2 separate regions of the Mus musculus genome follow, and region 1 is linked to region 2. A link is a contact called in public HiChIP or PLAC-seq data. All regions are on one chromosome and are shown on one strand. The core of a region is the stretch at or near the end of the contact, and the rest is flanking DNA. Distances in the headings are between cores, read along the strand shown. Region 1 overlaps Fbxl13 (F-box and leucine-rich repeat protein 13). Region 2 overlaps Ptpn12 (protein tyrosine phosphatase, non-receptor type 12).

Region 1 (3,327 bases), core at 60-2,559, 570 kb before region 2:
CCAGTGCTGCCAGGGGTAACCAGTACAGCTAGGTGTAACAGATGCAGCCAGTGCTGCCAGGTGTAACCAGGTGCAGTCAGATGCACGAGGTGTAACCAGTGCAGCCAGGTGTAACAGGTGCAATCAGATGCACCAGGTGTAACCAGTGCAGCCAGGTGTAACCAGGTGCAGTCAGATGCACGAGGTGTAACCAGTGCAGCCAGGTGCAGATGAGGAGCTTGCCTGCTCTCCAGCCTGTTTGTGTTTCCTGGCTCCCTGTGTTTGGGTTCCGGACCTCTGATTCACATGCATCAGGAAATCTATTTGATCTAGAACTTATAATTCAAAGTCATTGGCTCTGATTACTACCTGGTGATTGTGTTTCTATGAAATGCTTAGAACTCTGAGTTTTGTAAAAGGTTAATTTGTTTAGTTTAAAAAAATATATGCATGTTTGTTTATATGTTTATATATATTTATTATATCTAAATTTCAAAGGGCAAAGAGGATATTTACATATTTAAAAATATTGCATATTTACATATTTAAAAATCCTTGGAGAACTATCTAATGCTATCAAAAGTAATTAATTTTAGTGTGATTAAAATGAAACACAAACTGTCAGATACATCAGTTCATAGTGTTTTTGGAAATAGCTTTAACCACATGTGATGCACATTTCCTGCAGCTACACTGCTTCGGTTGCGACATTTGTTCTATATGCAAAGACAAAGAATTATACTAGCAAAATGGAAGGAGAGAGCCAGACACAAGAGTAAAACAAGAGAAGACGACTTGGTATGATATTAGATGCTATTTGTTTTAAAGAAGGAAAAAAATCATTTCAATATTTGTTCATGTATATTGATAAAGACACTGTAAGTGTCACAGTTCTTGGGGGAAAGGTATCTTGGCATTTGGGAGCCAAGGAATACCACAGAGTCACACACCGCACCCCAAACCCTCACACAGGAGATTTACTGGCAGGGAAGAACCTAGGTGGTGGTTGCCTCTGCTCAGGTGAGAAGTAGCAGAAGTCAGGGTTTATATAGGATTTCTTGGGTTGAGTGGGTGTTGCTTTCCAGGGCGAGGATTGGTGGGATTTCAGGTCTTTTTACTCTGTAGGGAGGGCCTGGGTCCGATCATTAGTGCAGTTAGTGTGTTCTGTGGGTGGAACCTGGCCTTGGAGGTCCTCAGAGGAGGGGCCTGCCTCATGTGTCTCCAGGGGATTACATTCATCCCCATTTGTGTTTATTATTGATAAACAGTTGGGGTTGCGAAAGGGGCAATGTTATCATTGCCCTATTTCCTGCTGAGTGTGAGTGTAGAAGGCCTTTGGGCAAAGTTGATGTTGTAGGCTGGGTATTATCAGGAGTCAACCACCCCAATAACTAGGGGTGGGTAATCCTGTAAAAGCAACTGATTAAAAAGTCTGGTTAAAAAGCATTTGGACCTGTCTGTTGCTGAAGAAATCTATACAAAAAGGAAGTTTATAAAGTGGGGCACAAGTAGGAGTAAGAAAAGGAGGAGGGGCTGCATTAAGAAAGGTGACACCGAATTCTATATTGGATTGTCAAAGAGCCACTGGCCAGGAGAACAGAGCTGATTCTTATGATTTTGGAGTTCTGTCTGGCGTTGTCTGCTCATGTCTTTTACTATACCCGACTGGTTGACATAGAAGAAACGTTCCTCCCAGAGGAAAAGCCAAAGATCACCTCTCTCTCAGCTGTTAGTAAATCTAATCCTTACTGATTTTGTAGTAATATGGTGGCCAGTGAGTCTATTTGGCTCTAGAAGGTAAGGATGGTTTGAGCCACCCGTTGGAGCCAAAGATGTAATCAGCCCTACCACAGCTGTGGTGGTGCTATCAGTTAGACCCTGGAACAGAAGAGAGATAGGATCTCAACCTCTTGTTCATCATACCATGCCACCCTGAACCCCGTGAAAAAGGAACATCAGGGTGCAAGTCCCAGACTACCTATCAGGTAGGCAGTGGAAAGTCTGAGTGACACAGAGGATTGAAGAATTGTAAATGTTTGGACAGAAGGGCAGGGTGGCAGTGCTCAGGGTCAAAGTATTATTACAGTCTAAAGGATCCAGTGTGCCCACAAAAGTATGTCCCCGAGGAGTTAAAACAGTTTGCAATACCAAAGACAGAGGTGTGAGAGAGATGAGGAGTAGAAATAGGAAGAGGATGGGTGTTGTGGACAACCATTTCAACATTGCCAGCTAGATATGCCTGTTTTGGGTACCACTGCCACTGTTACTGCCATACTTGTAATCACTTTGTGTACTAAGCTAGTGTTGTGATCATTGCCCTTTGCTTGATGATTGATGTTCTAACAGTGGAATGGTTGATTGCACACAACCAGCATTCTTTCTTTACTTATTCTGATTGTCTCTGAGAAAAAAACAGGGTTCTTTTAATCCTGATGTTTGACATGCTCTGGTTGCTACATAGTATGTATTAGCAATATATTATTATCGTTTATATATTATAGTTAACTGAATGTTTAGGAATTAATTCCCCCCTAGCTATACAATTTATTGGCGGACAGTCATTCTGCAGTCGGTGAGTGAGAGTAACAGGTATGTGCTGGGAACAGAGGCAAATGTTAGCTATGTGTGCTGGCTTCCCAGTATGCGCCCATCCTATAAATACCTCTACTAAAATTGTGTATGTGGGTTTGTGAGAAGTGTGTGTAAAATACTCACTAACCCATAGAAGCGTTTTCTTGTTACATAGTCTTCAGGAACTGTGTCAGTTAAAATGGGACTTGCCATAATGGTTAGTCAGTCAGGACTCTGGCGTGTGTTCTTTGACTTCTCCTCTCTCAGTTGTCTCCCCACTAGCACATTCATTCAGTGACTCCAAATACTAGTGATTCCACTGCTGGGATCTCTTCTTTGTGGCCCACGGCTCTCCTCTCTAGAAGAGGAGATGACACCAGGTCTTTCAGGGGCGGCCTGTGCCAATACTTATGACAATTAGTAGAAGTGGTCTATAAAAGTTAAGATGGTCCAGGGAGTTTTATGTGTTCATATGGAAAATTATCATTTAGATAATAATGGCAGTCAACAGTGTATAGCAGGTACTAATATCAAGTATTGTGCTAAGTACCATTACCTTTGACCCTTAGGACAATTCCATAAATTATTTATATTTATTATAAATTATTTTCATTGCAGATTTCAAAACATGAACTTCAGTTGAAAAAATGGAAGTTCAAGTTAGGGAAGCCGATTAGCCTTGAGGGGAGCCTCTCTGACATCGCTGTTGAGAACAGGCGCATAGCATTTGACATTTCAGTGCTACCGGAGCAAGCAATACTCCAGGTTTGTAGGAGT
Region 2 (3,463 bases), core at 882-3,381:
GGAGAGAGGGAACTAACTGCCATATCCTCTGATCCCCACTTGAGCGTTGTGGCATGCATACATATGTAGTATATATGTGGAAAGGTTAGCTCATACTGTTCTTGCAGATGACCCAAGTTCAGTTCCCAGCACCCACATCTGGTGGCTCACATCTGCCTATAATAACTTCAGTTCCAAAGGATTCTCTCTTGAACTCCTTGGGCACCTATATTCACATGTGAACCCACTGACATACACATAAATAGGTGAGTAAAAAATTTTCTACTTTTTAAAAAAGCCAGACTGAAGTAAAACCTTTAAATAAGGATGCTTTGTTATTTGTAGTTTCTTCTGCATAATCTGATTCTGTGCGTGCTTAGAGATTGGGGGTTTATCTAGGTGGGGCACACCCCGTGTATCATGTACTGTTAAAGGTGTTGTGTTAATAAAGTACCCAATTTCAACTGTTTCTGGATTTAATAAGTAAAATCTAGATAATTGTCACTGTGGTTTCTTGTGAACTGGTGGATGTTTGGCATGTAATTACAAAGCAGTTCTTGCAGTCTTCCAGTGTCTCGTCTCCTTCAGTCTATTCCATGGATCGTTCTCTCTTTCCTAACATACATGAAAGTATCTTTAGGCCAAAGGGAACCATACTAGTGAGATGCACTTAATCTCTTCCTTCTTTCTTTTAATACATCCTTATAGAATGCATTGGAAAAATCATGGAAGCATGTTGTTTTCTTTGTTTGTTTGTTTGTTTGTTGCTATTTTGATATATTACTCTGTAGACCAGGCTGGCCTCAGATTCACAGAGATCTGCCTGCCTTTGCCTCAAGCACTGGGACCAAAGGCATGTGCCACTGATACATGATTCATTTTTATTATCTCTCTTCACCCTTATCTGGTCTACACAGGCTTTAGGACAGCCAGGACTACATACAGAGACCTTAACTCAAAAAGAAATAAGCAAACAAAAATTTTGTTTGCTTGTAGCCTAAACTGTCCTCAAACTTGCAGTAGTTCTGTCTCAGCCTCTTCAGTGCTGGAACTACAAATTTTCACCACCATACCATGACAATTAAAAGCTTAGAATCTTTACCTAAAGTGTAGAAGGGGACATGTACTTAACTCCCACTTCCTGGGATAAGTATATTAGTGTAGTTGATCTAGAAGCACGTGTTCTCCCCTGCAGAACTGAATGTTAGTACTATATAGGAAAAGGGCCTTTGATTAGATTTGAGTTGAAAATGTGCTAAAGTGAGCAAAGCGATATGCAGTTGTTCTGAACCACCACTCTTCACAAAGAGGCTGGAGTCCTTCAACAGGTTTCGTGTTCTTGTAGTGGCTAAAATGTGTAGATTTATGTAACTACTCACTGGCAGTTATCTCTCCTGAAACCACACAAAAATCTTGTTTCCGGGTATTAGGTAGTCAATGTGTATTGTGTTGCTAGCTCGTAGTAGATGGAAGAAACAAGCGGTAGTTGCTTTCAGAAGCTTTTCCTGGGGCTTGTGAGGCGGAGATCCTGTTACCAAGGGCTTTGGGGTTGAATATTACTCACATTTCATGTAGCAGGTATGTAGCACAGGCTGGCCTGGAGCTTAAGATAGCTTGCCTTGGCATTCCGAGTATGGGATTACAGGCACGCACCACTACTCAGTTCAGTAGAGTTCTTGAAGCTAGTGATTTTACTGATGCACGAAGTCCTGCTTTCTCTCTCTGCCCACTTGGTTCAGCTGATGCTTTCTTATTTGCAGGTTTGGAAATTGAGTCAAGTAGGGGAGTACTTGGGTAGCATGTGTGAAGCCTTAGGATTGGTTCCCTTCCAACACTAAGAAAGCAAAGTAATCAAAAAAACTTGGTTTTTGCTCTTTCTTTCTTTTCCTTTTGACACTGAGGATTCCTCCAAGGGCCTTGCATGATAACCCCATGATCTACTGTTGGGTTATACCCCTATTTTAGTTAAGAGTTTCTAGTACTGTGATGAAGCACCGTGACAAGCAGAAGTAACCTGGGAAGGAAAGGGTTGATTTCATTTTACAGTTTGTAATCTGTCATCCAGGGAAGTCAGGTCAGGAACTCAGGCAGGGCAGGAGCCTCAAGGCAGGAAATGATGCAGAGGCCAAAGGGGAGTGCTGCTAACTGGCTTATTCACTGTGACTTGCTTAATCTTTTTTATATCACCCAGGACCACCAGCCCAGGGGTAGCTATACCCATAGCAGGCTGGCCTTCCCACATTAATCGCTAATTAAGGAAATACACTACAGACTTCACCCACAGACCAATCAGTTGGGACATTTTCTTAATTTAGGTTAGGTAAGTCCAAAATGATTCTACCTTGTGTCAAGTTGACATAAAAACTAGCAAACACAAATACCCTACTACAAGCTTAGTGTTTTTCATTGCTTCTGTCAGATATGTTCAAAAATAACTCATTTTAAAATTACATTTGGGGCTGGAGAGAAGGCTCAGCGTTAAGAGCACTGACTGCTCTTCCAAAGGTTCTGAGTTCAAATCCCAGCAACCACATGGTGGCTCACAACCATCCTTAATGACATTTGACTCCCTCTCCTGGTTTGTCTGAAGACAGCTACAGTGTACTTACATATAAAATAAATAATAAATAAATAAAATTACATTTGAGGGACTAGAAAGATGGCCTGGTGGTTAAAAACACTTAAGGACCCAAATTCAGTTCCCAGTCAGTGCCCACATAGGATGGCTCATAGTTGCTCTAACTCCAGCTCCAGAGGAGTCAGTGCTCTCTTCTGACCTCTGTAGGCATGCACACCACATGTGTATACATTCACACAAACACACACACACAGAAGTGTCTGTTTAGAGACTGTATTTGAAGGCTGGGGAGATGACTCCATCTTGGCATGTAAGTAGGACCTGAGTTTAGCTCTCTGGCACCTATGAAAAAAATCCAGGCATAGTGGTGCACTAAGTAATCTCAGTACTAGAGAGGGAGAAGCAGAAGATCCCAGGAGCTCAGCCTTTCTAACCGGATCAGTGAGCTTCAGGTTCTGTGAGAGGGCCCTCCTCTGTCAGGAAAATAGATAGGAAGCAACCACATTCACCCACACACACATGCACATTCACATGCTCAAAGAAACTACATTTGAAAGTGTTTGTTAGTGGTGTGGGTAGGTTTAAGATTGCATTTGCCCTGAGAAGCACAGTGAGACAGGAAGGCGTTCATAGACCCTGTGCTACAGAGCTGTGAGGAGCCTTTCTAGGGCCTTTCTCCCTACCTTAAATAGGATGGCTTTACTTCTGGAGTCATAGAGCCTAGTGGTAAAGGAATTCTAAAACTAGAAGTTAAGGTACTTGTGATGAATCTTGAAAGGTGACTGGTTGGGTGTAACCAAAGTTACCAAATGAAAACAGAAGTTTTCCTTTGACATTGTGCTGCATAGGCTAATATTTGCTCATATTAGTTACAAAACATTAATAAAGCCTCCCCAAGTGGAGCAT

What was found. HiChIP or PLAC-seq counts read pairs in DNA pulled down with a chosen protein or histone mark.
Region 1: a contact with region 2 is called in an H3K27ac HiChIP or PLAC-seq map of acute myeloid leukemia, with 2.8 times the contacts expected there. The contact joins two enhancer-like sites. A contact is called at or near these places in 1 of 39 promoter capture datasets (the C10 cell line) and 4 of 115 datasets of contacts at active chromatin or transcription factors (acute myeloid leukemia, bone marrow-derived macrophages, embryonic limb bud and 1 more).

Annotation. Positions count from the first base shown.
Region 1 is chr5:21,614,638-21,617,964 of GRCm38.p6, reverse strand. Fbxl13 (F-box and leucine-rich repeat protein 13) reads left to right here. Exons shown (of 21, transcript NM_001199632.1): 6 at 668-777; 7 at 3,169-3,315. Among named protein-coding and RNA genes, the nearest start is that of Fbxl13, 29 kb to the left of the region's middle. Within about 2 kb of position 1,309, at least 3 of the 459 cell types and tissues checked have an H3K27ac peak or open chromatin away from gene starts, as enhancers often do. A contact at or near this core is called in acute myeloid leukemia, where this site is marked.
Region 2 is chr5:21,044,254-21,047,716 of GRCm38.p6, reverse strand. The region is part of intron 1 of Ptpn12 (protein tyrosine phosphatase, non-receptor type 12); the gene reads left to right. Among named protein-coding and RNA genes, the nearest start is that of Ptpn12, 9.9 kb to the left of the region's middle. Within about 2 kb of position 2,131, at least 52 of the 459 cell types and tissues checked have an H3K27ac peak or open chromatin away from gene starts, as enhancers often do. A contact at or near this core is called in acute myeloid leukemia, where this site is marked.